2 separate regions of the Neogale vison genome follow, and region 1 is linked to region 2. The links are chromatin contacts, called in public Hi-C maps. All regions are on one chromosome and are shown on one strand. The core of a region is the stretch at or near the end of the contact, and the rest is flanking DNA. Distances in the headings are between cores, read along the strand shown. Region 1 holds the start of PAFAH2 (platelet-activating factor acetylhydrolase 2, cytoplasmic). Region 2 holds the start of MTFR1L (mitochondrial fission regulator 1-like).

Region 1 (3,098 bases), core at 213-2,712, 160 kb after region 2:
AGCGCTCACAAAATGTTAAAAATTAATTAACAATGCTATTTCATCATACCTGGCCAAGGGGTCAAGGTCTCTTTCATCTTTTCTGTATTAAACCCTTTGGCAAAGTGGAACCTTTCTCCCAGCCTTCTTGAGTCTGAAACACCCCAGCAAAAATCAGAGTGTACTAAAAAGGCCCACAAGAGCCCAGGAGATGGACGGTTCCTACAATGCAGCTGTCCCATCTCCTGCTGGGATCCTGTTTCCAGTGAGCAGAAACCAGCCACCCTTTTGCCAGCTGTGTGGACCTTTCATCACTGGCTATTTCAGGACAGAGTCCAAGAGAAGCAGTTCTCTGGGGCTTCCTTTCAGACAAAGCTCTCTGGGGACTTAAAGCTCATCTGACCTTTGGTCTCTGGAGGAAGTGAGGAAATATCCTGCTCTTAGAAAATGGAGACACCAAGCATTCAAGGGGTTAGCTTGAGCAACAAGGGGGCAGAGAGAGAAAAGAACCCAAGATAAAGGGACGCCTGGGCTCAGTGGCTTAAAGCCTCTGCCTTTGGCTTAGGTCATGATCCCAGGGTCCTGGGATCCAGCCCAGCATTGGGCTCTCTGCTCAGCGGGGAGCCTGCTTCCCTTCCTCTCTCTCTCTGCCTGCCTCTCTGCCTACCTGTGATCTCTGTCTGTCAAATAAATAAATAAAATCTTAAACACACACACCAAGATAAGAGTGTTCCAGAGCATTAATAATTCTAACAAAAATAACCTCTCTGGCTTGTGGAAGCGTTACAGTTTAAAAAGCCCTTTCACACATATTAGCTTATTGGCTCCACCGAAGAGCCTCACCCTAAGACTGACAGAGCAATTGCCATTTCCATTTTGTAAACGAAGAGCGGGAGTCCCCGGGAGATTGCTTGATTTGCCCAAGATCCAAGGTCACAAAGCGAGTGAGCTGCGGGGGGACAGGCAGATCCTGGGTCTGCTGAGTCCAGGGCTCTTCCACAGTGACAAGAGGGAACGGCGACCTTTCTTCCACGAGCATGAAACAGCGGTAAGTGAAGGGAAGAGAGAAGCACACAGGAGGCGTGGGGCATAAAGACGCCCAGGTTTCGGGGACGTCACGTTGTGTGCAGCGAGTGGGGCTGTGGGGGCTGGGTCCTACCACCAGAGCTCAGGGTGGGATTCCAGGGGCGCCGGGAGGCGCGAGATGATAGTGGGAGCATTAAGGGTGAGGGTAGATACTGGAAGTGTCTGAAGAGGAAACAGGAAAGAATGAAGGATTAATCCCAGAGTTACTGGGATTGAGACAAGCAGCCCCCAAACCCGGCTGGAGAATGAAAAAACCGGTTGGTAGCTCAGCTCAGAACAAGAGCTTTCTCCAAGCCAACTTACCCAGCCAAGTTGACCCCTCAGAAGTAACCAAGAAGGTCAACGCCACCGAAACCAGAAACTACTCCGAACCCCGTGGCCCTTTGGTAGGTGTAGTTTTCAGAACTCATCATTGGCCCTTAAAAGCACTCCCCTCCTCTTCGCCTAGAACTACAACTTCCAAGGTGCATCGCGCAAGATTGCGCATTGCGACCCTTAAAACTACAATCCCCAGAGTTCCACGCGTCCCCTCATTGTTGAATGATACCGCCCAAGTCTCGGGGTACGGCGCGATTCCTCCCCCTGGCGGTCTGAGGCGTCGCCTCTACGATTACAAGACTCGAGCGGAGGGTTACCTCTTATAGTTCCAGTTAGTAACCCTCCGCCTCACCATTCCTCAAATAATTCCCGGGCGTGCCTACAAATACCCATGGCTTCGTCTTATTCTCAGGGAGTGCGGAGTTTGGGGGAAGTTATGACCCTTTTCTTATTTACCCCTACTTTGCACTCTGTGAGAATATGAAACTGATCATTCAAGCTAAGCGCACATTTTCTACCAACCGATACTTGTTGACACTTGGGATTTTCCATTGTCCTTCAGAAACTCGCCGACAGAAAACTGGGAGGACCGGAGGGATCACAGCTCCACCCCCACCAGCCCAGCCCCTTCAGCCGTCATCCCTTTGCAGCCCCTATGCTGGTTCTTAGGGACACGGTGGTGAACAAGATACTGTCCCTAGCTTCAAATGAAATCACAATCTAGCGGAGGATTCCGACGGATGAAGAAGTGCACCACCAGCGATACGTGCTCTAATAGGGGAAACAGAGGGGTTGTAGGAACCTTGAAAGGAGGCACCTGCGCAGGCTTCGGGAAAATAGAACAGTGACAGAAAGCTTCTTAGAGATCTTAGAGAGACACTAAAATTGAGAATTGAGGGAATAAGACTTAGCCAGGAAGGGGATTGTGAAGAATGCCTTATATTCAGGCGGGATGGAGCACAGGAGTGTGAGGGAGGGAGTGGAGAGACACCTGAGGAGGTAGATAGAGCCACATCCTCGAGTCTTATAAACTTCTGTAAGACATTTGGATCATTCAAGCGATTTAAAAACTGTCAACACCTTCCAACTACCTACCGAACGAGGTCCCAATTTCAACAACAAACGAGGTTTGTTGAGGTTATAGAAACAGCAGATACAGGCCAAGCGTCTGGGAGACTCAGAAAGGAAGAGAGCGTGAGTCTCATCTTTGCTTGGGGTCTGGGGGATTTGCAGACAATCATGGTACCATGCACGTGTCCTCTCAGGCATCCAGGAACTGGTCAAAACAAGGACAAGGTCTCAGGTCACGCACTCCTCGGAGTTAGGGGTCTTGGTGTTGAGATTTCTAGCACCAGGGGTTTGGAATATGCACAAGATGGCTCTGCCTAGTAGTTCCTTAGATATTATCTATTGTGCTGGAAGGCTCCAAAGGTATCATTAACTCTTTGTCCCTTACAAGGGACAAAGTATGTATGTCCCTTACAAGGAGGACATACATACAATAAGGCATGTGTAGGGCAAGGGTGCAGGTCTAGCAAGAATAGAAGCCCAAAAAGGAACAAAGGAAGAAAAACAAAAACAAAAAACAGCTTTTTCTCTCATGGGGTCCCTTCAGTTTCCGTGCCTCGGCTTGGCATTGGAGGTCCTCCTCAACCTGGCCCCGCACTACTTCCCCAGAAGTGTTGCTCACTCTGACAGGGATGTCCTCTCTTCTG
Region 2 (3,143 bases), core at 637-3,136:
TTGGGGTACAGATGGCCCTTCTTTTCTCAAGTGATGTTCTTAAAGTAAGTTTGTGATAGACCTAGTAGTAGAACTTGGTACTGTTTTTAGAATCTGATGAGAAAGATTCTGAAGTTAATTACCCATTTCTTAGAAACAGAGCCTAAGGTAGGCCTTAGGTAATTTTTAATTTTTTTTAAGGGAGTACGCTTCAGGAAAAAACCTGTATAAGAAGAGGTGAAAAAGGGGAACCTAGCTGGCTCAGTTGCAGGAGCATGTGACTCTTGATCTCAAGGTTGTGAGTTCAAGACCCATGTTGGGTATAAAACTTACTTAAAAAAAATAAAATCTCTTTTTAAAAAGCCTTAATTTTTTTTTTTTTTTTTTTTTTTTTAGTTAAAAGAAAGGAGTAATGAAGGAGTAATGAAGAATGGGGGAAGGAAAGATGCTAAGCAGGAATAGAGTCTCAAATCCTAGCCTGGGCATGATCACGGGGGAAGGGTTCTGGAACATAAGCCTCACCACAGAGTACAACCTGTCTTTGGTACTCTGTGTCAGTCAGTCATTGACTTGGGAGGTGGAGTAAATTCCCAGGTTAGGGCCTATGGGCTCCCTGTTGTAAGTGCAATTTTCCAGAGAAGGGGGCAGCTGTGTGAAGCCGGCACAGCTGGAAGGTGGGTTCGCTGGGAGGGTAGAGGTGATCTGGATGGATCACCAAGGCAGCATCTAACACCCCCAGGAAAGGGTGATCTGCAAGATCTGCCTTGAGATCAAGAGTCACATGCTCCTGCAACTCAGGAGAATCAATGATTAAACAACAATTTGCCATCCTGGAAAGAAGGCTGGACCTGGAAGTCAGCCCTCGTCATTTGAAATATGGTAAGGATCAGGGTGGACCGCTGAGGTCCCTGGCTAAGACAGCTATGTAATTTGCAGGATCTAGTGCAAACTGAAAACTGCAGGGCCCCTTGTTAATTTAGACACACACACATTAAAGAGGGCAACGGCAGAGTGTTAAAGCAAGTGTGGAGTTCTGAGCAAGAGGTCCTGTGTGGACTGCCCGACCCTGTCCCCGCTGTGAAGCCAGCCTGTCCGCCGGCAGCTGGGATTGCAGGCTCAGAGACCCAAGAACTGCAGCGGGGGAGCCAGGCACAGCTGTATGCAGAGGGCAGAGGAGAGCACGTGACCCAGGCCTGGATGCCGTGGAGACCAGGATTAGGACCAGGATGGGGGTGGGGGTGGGGCTGTGTTGTCTAAGCGGGAAGATGGAGTGGGTGAGTGAGCCTGAAAGGAATGTGGGTCTCTGTCCCAGTGCCTCTGGCGTCTTGCCCATCGATCTACTATTTCACTGAATCTACCGTGTGTGTGTGTGTGAGAGAGAGAGAGAGAGAGAGAGCGAGCAAGCTGCGAAGAGCTAAAGGGCAGTAGTCACAGGAGAGAGAGGCTTCTTGTTGGACAGAAGACTGTAGAGGATCTTGGCTGGGAAGCTAGAAGTGTGAAAAGCGGACAGGCGAGATGAGGCGAGGCAAGAGGTAGGTCCGGAGGGCCTGGAACGCCAGAGGAAGGATTCTCAAGTGTGCCTAAGCCGAGGGACAGCAGACGCCACACAATTTGAGGTCCGGGCAGAGATGTAGCCAGGCCCGCCGCTAGAGGTCGGGTCTGGACTACCCTAGAAGAGCAAGGAGGCGGAGACCAGTGGCGGAAGCGACCAATTAGGCCGCAGGGATCTCCAAGCGCCGTCAAGTTTTCCCAAGGCCTGAGCCGGTGTGGGCGTGGCCTTGGGGTGGGCGTGTCCCCTTCCTCGGGATTCCCGCGTGAGGCCGCCCGCAGCCCCGCCCCGCCCCCGCCGAACCGCTGTCCGCCTTCCGAGGGCGCGCGGGGCTCGCCGCTCGGTGCGCAGGCGCGATGGATCGCTTCCGGGGGCGGGTCAGCGGAAGTGAGGGCGGATGAGTCTGGGCGGCCCGCTGAGGTAGGAGGGGCCGTGAGGTGAGTGAGTCCCGGAGCCGGAGTCTGAGGTGAGACGAGGTCCGAGTGCCGCTCCGGAGGCGGGAGCGCGGTCTCCCAGCCCGGCTGTCGACAAGGCCTAGTGCCAGGGGCTGTGTGGAGCCCGCGGCTCCTCTTCCCGCGCCAGTTCTCGCGGGAGCCCGTGTTGTCCGCCTCGCTCGGCTGAGGGTGGGAGGACTCTGCCCTGGGGGTAGTTGCTCGCCCGAGTCACCCAGCTTCGGTGGCTGTGCTACAGCAGAAGCTTATCGTTTCGGCTGCGCTCCTCGGCCAGCCAGGCCACTTCGGCCTCCTCGCTTCTTCGGGACCCAGACCCAGGCCCGTGGGTCCGAGGGCCACCGGGGCCGGCGCGAGAACTTGGCCGACCTTGGCCCTTTGGGGTCGGACCGTTACGGGGGAGGGGAGGCGGGTCCCGGGGAAGGTCCCTGCAGCGGTTCCCCTCATGCAGCCGCTTGGGGCTCACGCGGGCTGTCCCTCACCAAGTTCTACCGAGTGCGGCGACCTCGGTGGGGTGCTCGGTGCCGGGGTGATGAGAGCAAACCCTGCCCCAGGGGAGCCCCAAGTCTAATGCGGGAGAGCGTGTGTGAACAGGCCATGACAGCGGCCTGGAAAGGGGTCGTGGGAACGTAGGGGTGCTGAGAACCAACCTGCGTTGCCAGCGAACTGGGGGAAGTCTTCTAGCGGATGACACTTGGGGCAGGGAGGGAGGTGAAGGCTAAGCCAGAGTTCTTCGTTCGTGAGCAAACGTTGACGTGCTCACTGGGGACTAGGCAGGCACTGTGTTGTGCCTGGGGAAGCTCCTGCCCTGCGACAGACAGCTGATTACGCGGGCTCTAATTACTACTGTGAGAGAACTGGGAAGGAAACGTGGGGTGCTGGGGGAGGGGAGGCAGTAAGGATCTGTCAGGGGAGGGGAGGTGATGCTTGAGCTCTGAAGAATGAGCTTGGTGAAGAAGGTGCTGGTGTTTCAGGCAGACTGGATCTGTGAAGAGGAGCTGAGAGGTGGTCAGCATGGCTGAAGGGCAAGGGGAACATGGGAGGTGTGGCTGTCAAGTGTATAGGGGCCCAGTTGTAAGCCTTGGAGTTTGGTCTAGTTAGGTTGGGCCTGATTGTAGAGGACCCTGCAGGCCATCCCGTCTAGATGTTACCCTGTTGTCTCTAGT

What was found. Hi-C and Micro-C count contacts between places; a contact is called where the count stands out from the background.
Region 1: a contact with region 2 is called in a Hi-C map of fibroblasts, with 4 times the contacts expected there. The contact joins the promoter of PAFAH2 here to the promoter of MTFR1L in region 2. A contact is called at or near these places in 2 of 3 Hi-C or Micro-C datasets (fibroblasts and muscle).

What each region holds. Positions count from the first base shown.
Region 1 is chr2:19,283,308-19,286,405 of ASM_NN_V1, forward strand. PAFAH2 (platelet-activating factor acetylhydrolase 2, cytoplasmic) reads right to left here and starts at 1,463. Exons shown (of 11, transcript XM_044237488.1): 1 at 1,369-1,463.
Region 2 is chr2:19,121,204-19,124,346 of ASM_NN_V1, forward strand. It overlaps MTFR1L (mitochondrial fission regulator 1-like), which reads left to right and starts at 1,887. Exons shown (of 7, transcript XM_044237482.1): 1 at 1,887-1,965.